Linked DNA regions of Sus scrofa: region 1 is linked to region 2. The links are chromatin contacts, called in public HiChIP or PLAC-seq maps. All regions are on one chromosome and are shown on one strand. Each heading gives the region's core, a stretch centred on a gene start, on an enhancer-like site or on the middle of the called end of the contact. The rest is flanking DNA. Distances are from core to core; before and after follow the strand shown. Region 1 holds the start of CHERP (calcium homeostasis endoplasmic reticulum protein). Region 2 holds the start of NWD1 (NACHT domain- and WD repeat-containing protein 1).

Region 1 (3,962 bases), core at 1,187-3,686, 160 kb after region 2:
AAGTGGGCCCCCTCAGTTCATCTCACCAAGAGGTGTGCATTTTACATGTTTACCTAAAAGAGCTTTCCTTCCAGGTCACAGGTGACTGTCTCTGCACCAGCCTTGACTTCTAGCAATTCCACCGCTTTCTTCTGACCCCTGGATTCTGTTTTAATGCACTGAAATGAGCCTGGGGGAGGCCTTGAGATGTTTAAATTTTCAGTCTATGAAATGAATGTATAATAGTAGTCACGGGTGTTCAACCTTTCTGGGGTGCAGCTGAGCAACATCAGCATTAAAAGTACACCCCTTTTTCCAGCACAAGATCTCTGTGTACACTAAAACTTCATAGTGGTTGCAAAGTGGAACCAACCCAGGAGACTCCATGGTCTGGCTTCAATATATTATTAGTAGTAAATCCATACTGCACTGTCCGTCCTATGAGGTCATTAAAAATGACCATCCGGCTCGGATTCGACCCCTAGCCTGGGGAATCTCCATATGCCACAGAAGCGGCCCTAGAAAAGGCAAAAAGACAAAAAAAAAAACCATACATTTTTGGTTCACAGATCCTGTTAATGATAAATGCTATGTTTCTTCAACTCACGAGAATATACATTATGTACAATGTTGTGCTAGCTCTAAAGGCCATTTATGGTGGATCACAGGTTAAAGCTTCTCGATATTACAGATCTTTACTGGCATAGGAAAAAAAATCACACTATGCAGATTACTGAGAACGTTCACTTGATATTCACTCTGCCTGGACACTTCACATAGTTACTGAGTGGGATGTCAGTGCAAACCTCACCTCCTAAAGGCCTTCTCAGACAACCCTATCAAGGTAGGCACTGCCCTCCCACCTTATGATCTCAGCACCCTTCTGTTGTCCTTAATAATACTTATGTACTGACACATTTGACTACTGATTTATGGGTCTCTGCCTACCCAGACTGTGGGCTTCTGAAAGCAGAGCTTAGGTTTGAATTGTTTCATCCACAAGCTACATACATCTAGCCTGCCTTTTTGTGAACCAAGAATGGTCTTTGCAGGTGACATTTAGAATCAGTTAATGACAGGAAAGAGTGACTTGGAATCCCCCAAAAGCTTTCCATTCAGACCTGTATTTGTAACACTCTATTTATAAATTCTACCACTAAAAAGTGTTATGCACATTTTTCTCTTTGGTTATATAAGCACCAAGCACCTACATAATATCCTTGATTTTGGCTCTTGGCCAAACACCTACATAATATCCTTGATTTTGGGTCTTGGCCAGCAAAAATATTTGCTATCTGGCCCTTTATAGAAAAAGTTTGCCAGCCTCTAGTCTAAGAATACTATTTGGGATACAGGAGACAATCTATAACGTCAGATGGAGAAACTAAGTAACAATTTAAAAAATGTATCTAAAACACCCCAACACCGTTTTCAGAGTAGGGAGGTACCGCCAACTAAGTGTTAATGTTAACAATGGTAATCCCAAAAGCGTTCAGATTGCGAGGGAAGTCACAAGTCTACGTTTCTTTAACGTTTGCTGTTCCTTGCTATCTTTCCCCGCAATTAGCAAGCGTTAACTTTACCATCGTTTTATTTCACTTTTTTTGGCCGCCCCGGGGCATATGGGCCCGGGGATCAAATCTGAACTGCAGTTGTGACCTACGCTGCAGCTGGGGCAACTAAGCCGGATTCTTTCACCCACTGAGCCCGGCCGGGGAATCCAATCTGTGTCTTGGCGCTGCAGATCCCGTTTCGCCACAGTGGGAACTCCTCAAAGTTTCATAAGTAACATAACTGCGTATTTCAAGGTGCATCTTTCTGACCGCGCAGCCTAGAAGGCCCGGCACCCGCTTGAATGACTACACAGAAGCCACGCGAGCTCTGAAAGGCTTCTGAAAACGGAGGGAGTAGAGGTGGAGGTGTCCCCTCGCCCTAAGTCTTCTTTATCAAAGAGTTGGATTAAAGAAAAGAAGCACAGCAGGAGAAACTTTTGAACCTCGATAAGCCCTGTTCCATCCCCGCCACGCCTGTAGCCTCCCAGTTCTACTTTTACATCCGGACGAGCCCGGGAGGATGTGACCGGCGCCGCAGCCCAGGCGCCTCCTGGACGCACCTCACCTCGTATTTTCCGCACCGCCGCCTCGCTGGGAGAAAATAGGGCACTGACTAGCGCAGTAACTCCCCAGGGCCCCTAGTCCTACGGAAGAATCTACTGCCCAAGTCCTCGCATTGCAACACGTAACGTGGGAAAACGCCCCAAGAGCAGCTAACGGCCGCCTGCACCGTTCCAGCCGTTCCCTCGCGTCGCGCTACAGAAGTCCATTCCGCACATGCGCGGGAAAGCCCCTGCGCGTGCGTGGTGCTCGCCCCTCCGTGCGTTCGGCCCCTCGCGGCTTCTTCCCGCCTGCCTCGTTTCCTCACTTCCGGGGTTTCCTGGCGACGGCCGTAAGTGGCGGGCGGAAGCAGCGCGCGAAGCCAGTCGTAAAAGGCTCCCTCGCGCCACTTCCGGCCGGCTTCCGCAGACGGCCCTGGTGGGCGATCGTGAGGCGCCGGAGGACGTTCCCCGCGGCTGGAGCCATGGAGATGCCGCTGCCGCCTGATGGTGAGGCCCAGCCTGGGCTCGAAGGCTGTTTCTCTCTCCCCGGAATCCCCTGTTGGCCTACCTCGCCTCCCGGGGTCCCCGGGCCTAGGAGGGGGCGGGGCTCGGCCTCCGGGGTCCGCCTGCGGCCTCTCCCGCGGGTTCCCGCATTCTCGGCGCGCTTCTGGCCCCTATCGGGACCCGTACAAAGGCGGCCTTTCCCGGACCCACCCCTAGGGACCCCCGGCCCAGCAGACGCGGGCTGGGACGACAGGGCCCCCGAATTTGGGCGGTTCTCGCTGACGCCCCGCGTGGCCTTTTCTCCGTCCTCCAGACCAGGAGCTCCGAAATGTCATCGACAAGCTGGCCCAGTTCGTGGCTCGGAATGGGCCCGAATTTGAAAAGATGACGATGGAGAAGCAGAAGGACAACCCAAAATTTTCGTTTCTGTTCGGAGGAGAGTTCTACAGTTACTATAAGTGCAAGTTGGCGCTGGAGCAGCAGCAGCGTGAGTTCTCTTGCTCTCCGGCCGTCCTCTCCAGCGATTCCTTTCTGATTCCATTTCGGGCTCTGCCACAGACCGCCTTTTTTTAAATCGCTTGTTCTTCTGGGAATATGGATTAGCTCGGTCTTCACGGTCCCATTCGCTGTTCCCGGGGCTCTGCACCCGTGCGGCAGCTGGGTCCCAGTGTAATGGAGAACGGGGTTATCGATCCTTTTGCTGGGCTCCAGATCAGGGTTTACTCTTGTTTTGCAAACGTGATGACTGAGGTCAGGAAGGTAGTGACTACTTCAGCGGTTTCCAGGGAGGAAGTAGTAGAAGCCAGATTGGGTGAGACCCTTGGGGCAAATACTGTCCAGCGAGGTTTTTGTGCATTTTAAGATGGTTGTAGCCTAGATCAAAAATGAGTTGTTTCGTGGGTATTAGTTCTTGGTATCAAAATTCCAACCCTCTTCTAAAAGAGCTTAAGATGGGGTTGGTTAACACAGTTGGTCTCTGAATAACAGATAATCACCAGGTAGTAAAGATCCCTGAACCCACATCTGCCCTGTTCAGTAGTGAATCCTTAGCTTCCAGATATGTTGTGTTCTAGATTGCCAAGTAGATGGACATTGAAAGGTGGATGCTCCCTGAACTACAAGTTCCCCACGGCCAACCGGGCCTTGTTTGGCATTGTTGTGCCTAATAGGTAGCACGTAGTAGGTGTTCAATAAAGAGTTCATAGGACACAGCAAAGGTTCAATGGCTTGAACAAGCACAGTGTGTTTTGAGAGCGGAAAGAAACCTCAGTCATCACGTTTGCAAACACAGTGTGTTGTGAGCAGCCCAGCATGGCTGGAGTTTTGATGTGTGTCGACAGGGTCGGGTTTGATCTGGAGTGGTAAATGCCAGGGAAAAGCTTGG
Region 2 (3,923 bases), core at 204-2,703:
TTTTTTTTTTTTTTTGTCTTTTGTTGTTGTTGTTGCTATTTCTTGGGCCGCTCCCTCGGCATTATTGTTGTTGTTGTTGTTGTTGCCATTTCTTGGGCCGCTCCCGCGGCATATGGAGGTTCCCAGGCTAGGGGTCCAATCGGAGCTGTAGCCACCGGCCTACGCCAGAGCCACAGCAACGCAGGATCCGAGCCGCGTCTGCAACCTACACCACAGCTCACGGCAACGCCGGATCGTTAACCCACTGAGCAAGGGCAGGGACCGAACCCGCAACCTCAGGGTTCCTAGTCAGATTCGTTAACCACTGCGCCACGACGGGAACTCCATACATTGTAAGATATTGAGGAGCATCCTGGCTTTGACCCACTGGAAACAAGTAGCGGACTCCTCCCCACCCCCCAAGTTGTGACAAAAATCTCTCCAGACATTGCCAATGTCCAGCAGGGGGCAGAATCTTGCCTGGTTGAGAACCCTGGTCTAACACTGGCCAATGCATTTCAGTCTCAGGGCCTTTGCACATGCCATACCTAAACCTTCCATCCTGCATCCTTTTAGGTCATTCACATTTCAGCTTAACAGCCACCTCCTGGGAGGCTCCCTCAGACCATCCCCTTACTCAGTGACCTCCCAAGTCACTCCCTGTACCATCACCCTAATTTAATTCTCTGCACGATACTCACCACCAGTTGTTTCTTCCTTGCTTGTTTACCATTTGTCTTTCCTGCAAGAACATGACGTCCATGACTTTGAGACTGTCTGCCGAGGTTGACGTGTCTGGCCCCATGGTAGGTGCTCAAGAAATAACTGTCCCTTCAGCAGACTCATCCAAATTATCCATCTTTCTCGCCTCTTGTTTGTCACCACAGACCACTAAGCAAGACTAGGTTTTTCAGGAAGGACGGAGGTTTTCCTTGGGAGCTCCAGGCTTCCTCTGGCTCCTGCTGGTGGTGGAAGGGCCAATTTCAAATCTTCTGGGAAAGTAAGTTGGAGAAGTAAGTTCTCTGGGCCTGGCACTGCCTGGAAGGCAAGCCCCCAGCAATCCTAGTAACTTTTGTGCTCGGTTCTTCTCAAATCTCTCCATGCCAAATCTCCCAGCAACTGGGAGAATGAAAGAAATTCATTCTCCAGCCCCAGCTTTGCTGGGCACTTGGCCAGACTTGGCAGTTAACCATTGTGTGCCTGGCTAATAGGCTCATCCTAGCAGATGCCTTTTGTGGTGGGCAGTCCATGTGATCCCTATGATCCTGTTCCACCACTGTAGGAAATGAGGTCCAAAGAGGTGAAGCCCCTTGTGTGGACCACTTGGTCTCCCTGGGCTTAAGTTTTTCTCAACCACCTCCTGAGCTGGTGAGAGAATGAGACATACTTACCAATAGGGTAAAGCTAGCACCATGCCTAGCTCAAGCAAAGAACCCATGGAATGTTGGCTATGATTAATTATTATTATTATTAATTTATTTATTTATTTGGCTGCACCCAAGGCAGGCAGAATTTCCCAGGCCAGGGATTGAACCTGAGCCACAGCAGTGACCCGAGCTACAGCAGTGGCAAAACCAGATCTTTAACCAGCTAAACCATCAGGGAACTCCTGATGCATTACTTTTTTTTAGGGCCACACCTGCGGCATATGGAGGGTCCCAGGCTAGGGGTCAAATTGGAGCTGTAGCTGCTTGCCTACGCCACAGCACAGCCGAAGTAACACCAGATCTGAGCCACGTCTGTGACCTACACCACAGCTCATGGCAACACTGGATCCTTAACCCACTGAGAGAGGCCAGGGATTGAACCCACATCCTCATAGATGCTAGTCAGGTTTGTCAACTGCTGAGCCATGATGGGAGCGCTGATTCATTACTATTTTTACAGCTACCAGGTTCACCCAACTAGTGGCAGAGTCAGGAATCAAAGGCTCCAATGGCACTGTTTCAGCAAGTGTTAATGAAATCTAAGTCTTCAGAGCAGGGTTTCTCAGCCTTGGCCCTATCGATCATTAGGGCCAGGTCATTCTTTATTGGGGTGCTGTCCTATGCACTACAGGATATAGAAGAGCATCCCTAATCTCTACCACCAGATGCCAGTAGCCCCACCACTCCCAATTGTGAAAACACCCAAACGTCTCCAACATGGCCCAGTGTCCCCTGGGGGACGAATCCCCACCTCCTCTGCCTGGTTGAGAACCACTTCTCTGTTGTGTTATTATATTCATGTTACTGTAGTCATGTTATTATATTTTGGGGGACTTTAATTTCAGGTGCTAATATCTATACTGTCTCTGATACTCCCAGAGACCTGAGGACTTCAGTTGGCTACCCCGGTTTCCTGATGCGGACAGTGACCTTCAGAGAAATTCAACAATGTGCCCAAGTTCTCTTGGCAAGGGAGCAACGGAGATGAGAGGCAAACCGCATTTGGCTGCATTGGAATCTGCGGGCATTAAAGAATTCTTGGCAAAGTTTTTAAAGCATGATAAAGGTATTGTAGTTAGTTTCTTTTTTTTCCAAATCTTTATCTTTTAGAGACTCAGAATAAAATATTTCCAGCATGATGATTCATGGAATGATTGAGTTTTGCTTCAACATAATAATCCCAGATGGTGAGATGGATGGAGTGGGGTTGGCCAGAGGGTGCTGGTGGTCAGGGCTGGGACTGGGGGTTCATTACACCACTCTTCCTACTTTTCCGAGTGTTTGAAATTCTCTGTAGGAAAATTAAATATTGTTCCATTTGTGCTCTTAGGATATAGACATGACTGTCATTCCGTGTTGAATAGGGGCTGAGCCCTAGGCAGGGGACTTCCAAACCTCCTCTGCCATCCCCCAAGCCTAATGTTACTATTCCCATGATACAGATGAGGGATCTGGGCTGGGATGTTAAAACTGAATCCAACTCTTAGCCTGGAATATACCTGGGCTGAGCATGAGTGGGGAAGCAGCGCCCCCTGGTGGCCATTTCTGGGCCTGACCGTGAGCTTGATCTAGGGCCAGGTGCGGGAGGCCAGAGAGGGGCTGGCTGACCTGGGGCATAACATTTAGAAGAGGGGCCTCCAAAACAACCAACCAGCAAAGATAAAATAATATTTTTCATATTTTTATTGTCATAAAAGGATAAATAATTTTCAAAGCAATATTTAAAAGAATCAAACTCAATGCAGAAAATTTTTCAGTAAATTAAATGTCACAATTTAAAATACAGTAACATGAGTGAGGAGCTAATGCAGGGTTGGATCCTGTTTTTATTAAGATTTTGATGTTTCGTTCATCATGGATTTTTGTAGGCATTTTTGATTTATTAAAAATTTCTTTAAAATATTATCTACTTTGCAAATTAAAACCACAATGAGATACCACCTCACAGCCCCCAAAGTAGAAAACAGTAAGTGTCAGCGAGGATGGGGGAAAATTGGAACCCTCGTGCTCTGCTTGGTGAGAACTCAGAATGCTTCAGAGCAGGGTTTCTGAACAAAATGCTGTAGCCTCTGTAGAGAACAGCTTGGCAGTTCATTAAAAAGTTAAATACAATTACCATATGATCTGGCAATTCCACTTGTAGGTATATACCTGGGAGAATTGGAGCAGATGTTCAAACAAATCCTTGTACACACTTATTCATAGCATCACTAGTCAACATAGAGAGAAGGTGAAAACAACACAAATGTCCATCATCTGGTGAATAAACAAAATACAGTAACTTCATACCATAGAATATTATTCAGCCATAGAAAAGAATGAAGCACTGACACATGATATAAAGTAGATGAACCTCAGAAGTGTTATGCTGAGTGAAAGAAGTCAGATACAAAAAGTCACATAGTGGTGTTCCCGTTGTGGCACAGTGGAAACGAATCCGACTAGGAACCATGAGGTTGCTGGTTCAATCCCTGGCCTCACTGAGTGCGTTAAGGATCCGGTGTTGCCGTGAGCTGT

Evidence for each region. HiChIP or PLAC-seq counts read pairs in DNA pulled down with a chosen protein or histone mark.
Region 1: a contact with region 2 is called in an H3K27ac HiChIP or PLAC-seq map of alveolar macrophages. The contact joins the promoter of CHERP here to the promoter of NWD1 in region 2. A contact is called at or near these places in 1 of 47 Hi-C or Micro-C datasets (skeletal muscle) and 1 of 2 datasets of contacts at active chromatin or transcription factors (alveolar macrophages).

Annotation. Positions count from the first base shown.
Region 1 is chr2:61,060,524-61,064,485 of Sscrofa11.1, forward strand. CHERP (calcium homeostasis endoplasmic reticulum protein) reads left to right here and starts at 2,437. Exons shown (of 17, transcript XM_021083582.1): 1 at 2,437-2,581; 2 at 2,892-3,065. The coding sequence starts at 2,557.
Region 2 is chr2:60,905,083-60,909,005 of Sscrofa11.1, forward strand. NWD1 (NACHT domain- and WD repeat-containing protein 1) reads right to left here and starts at 1,454. Exons shown (of 18, transcript XM_021083579.1): 1 at 681-1,454.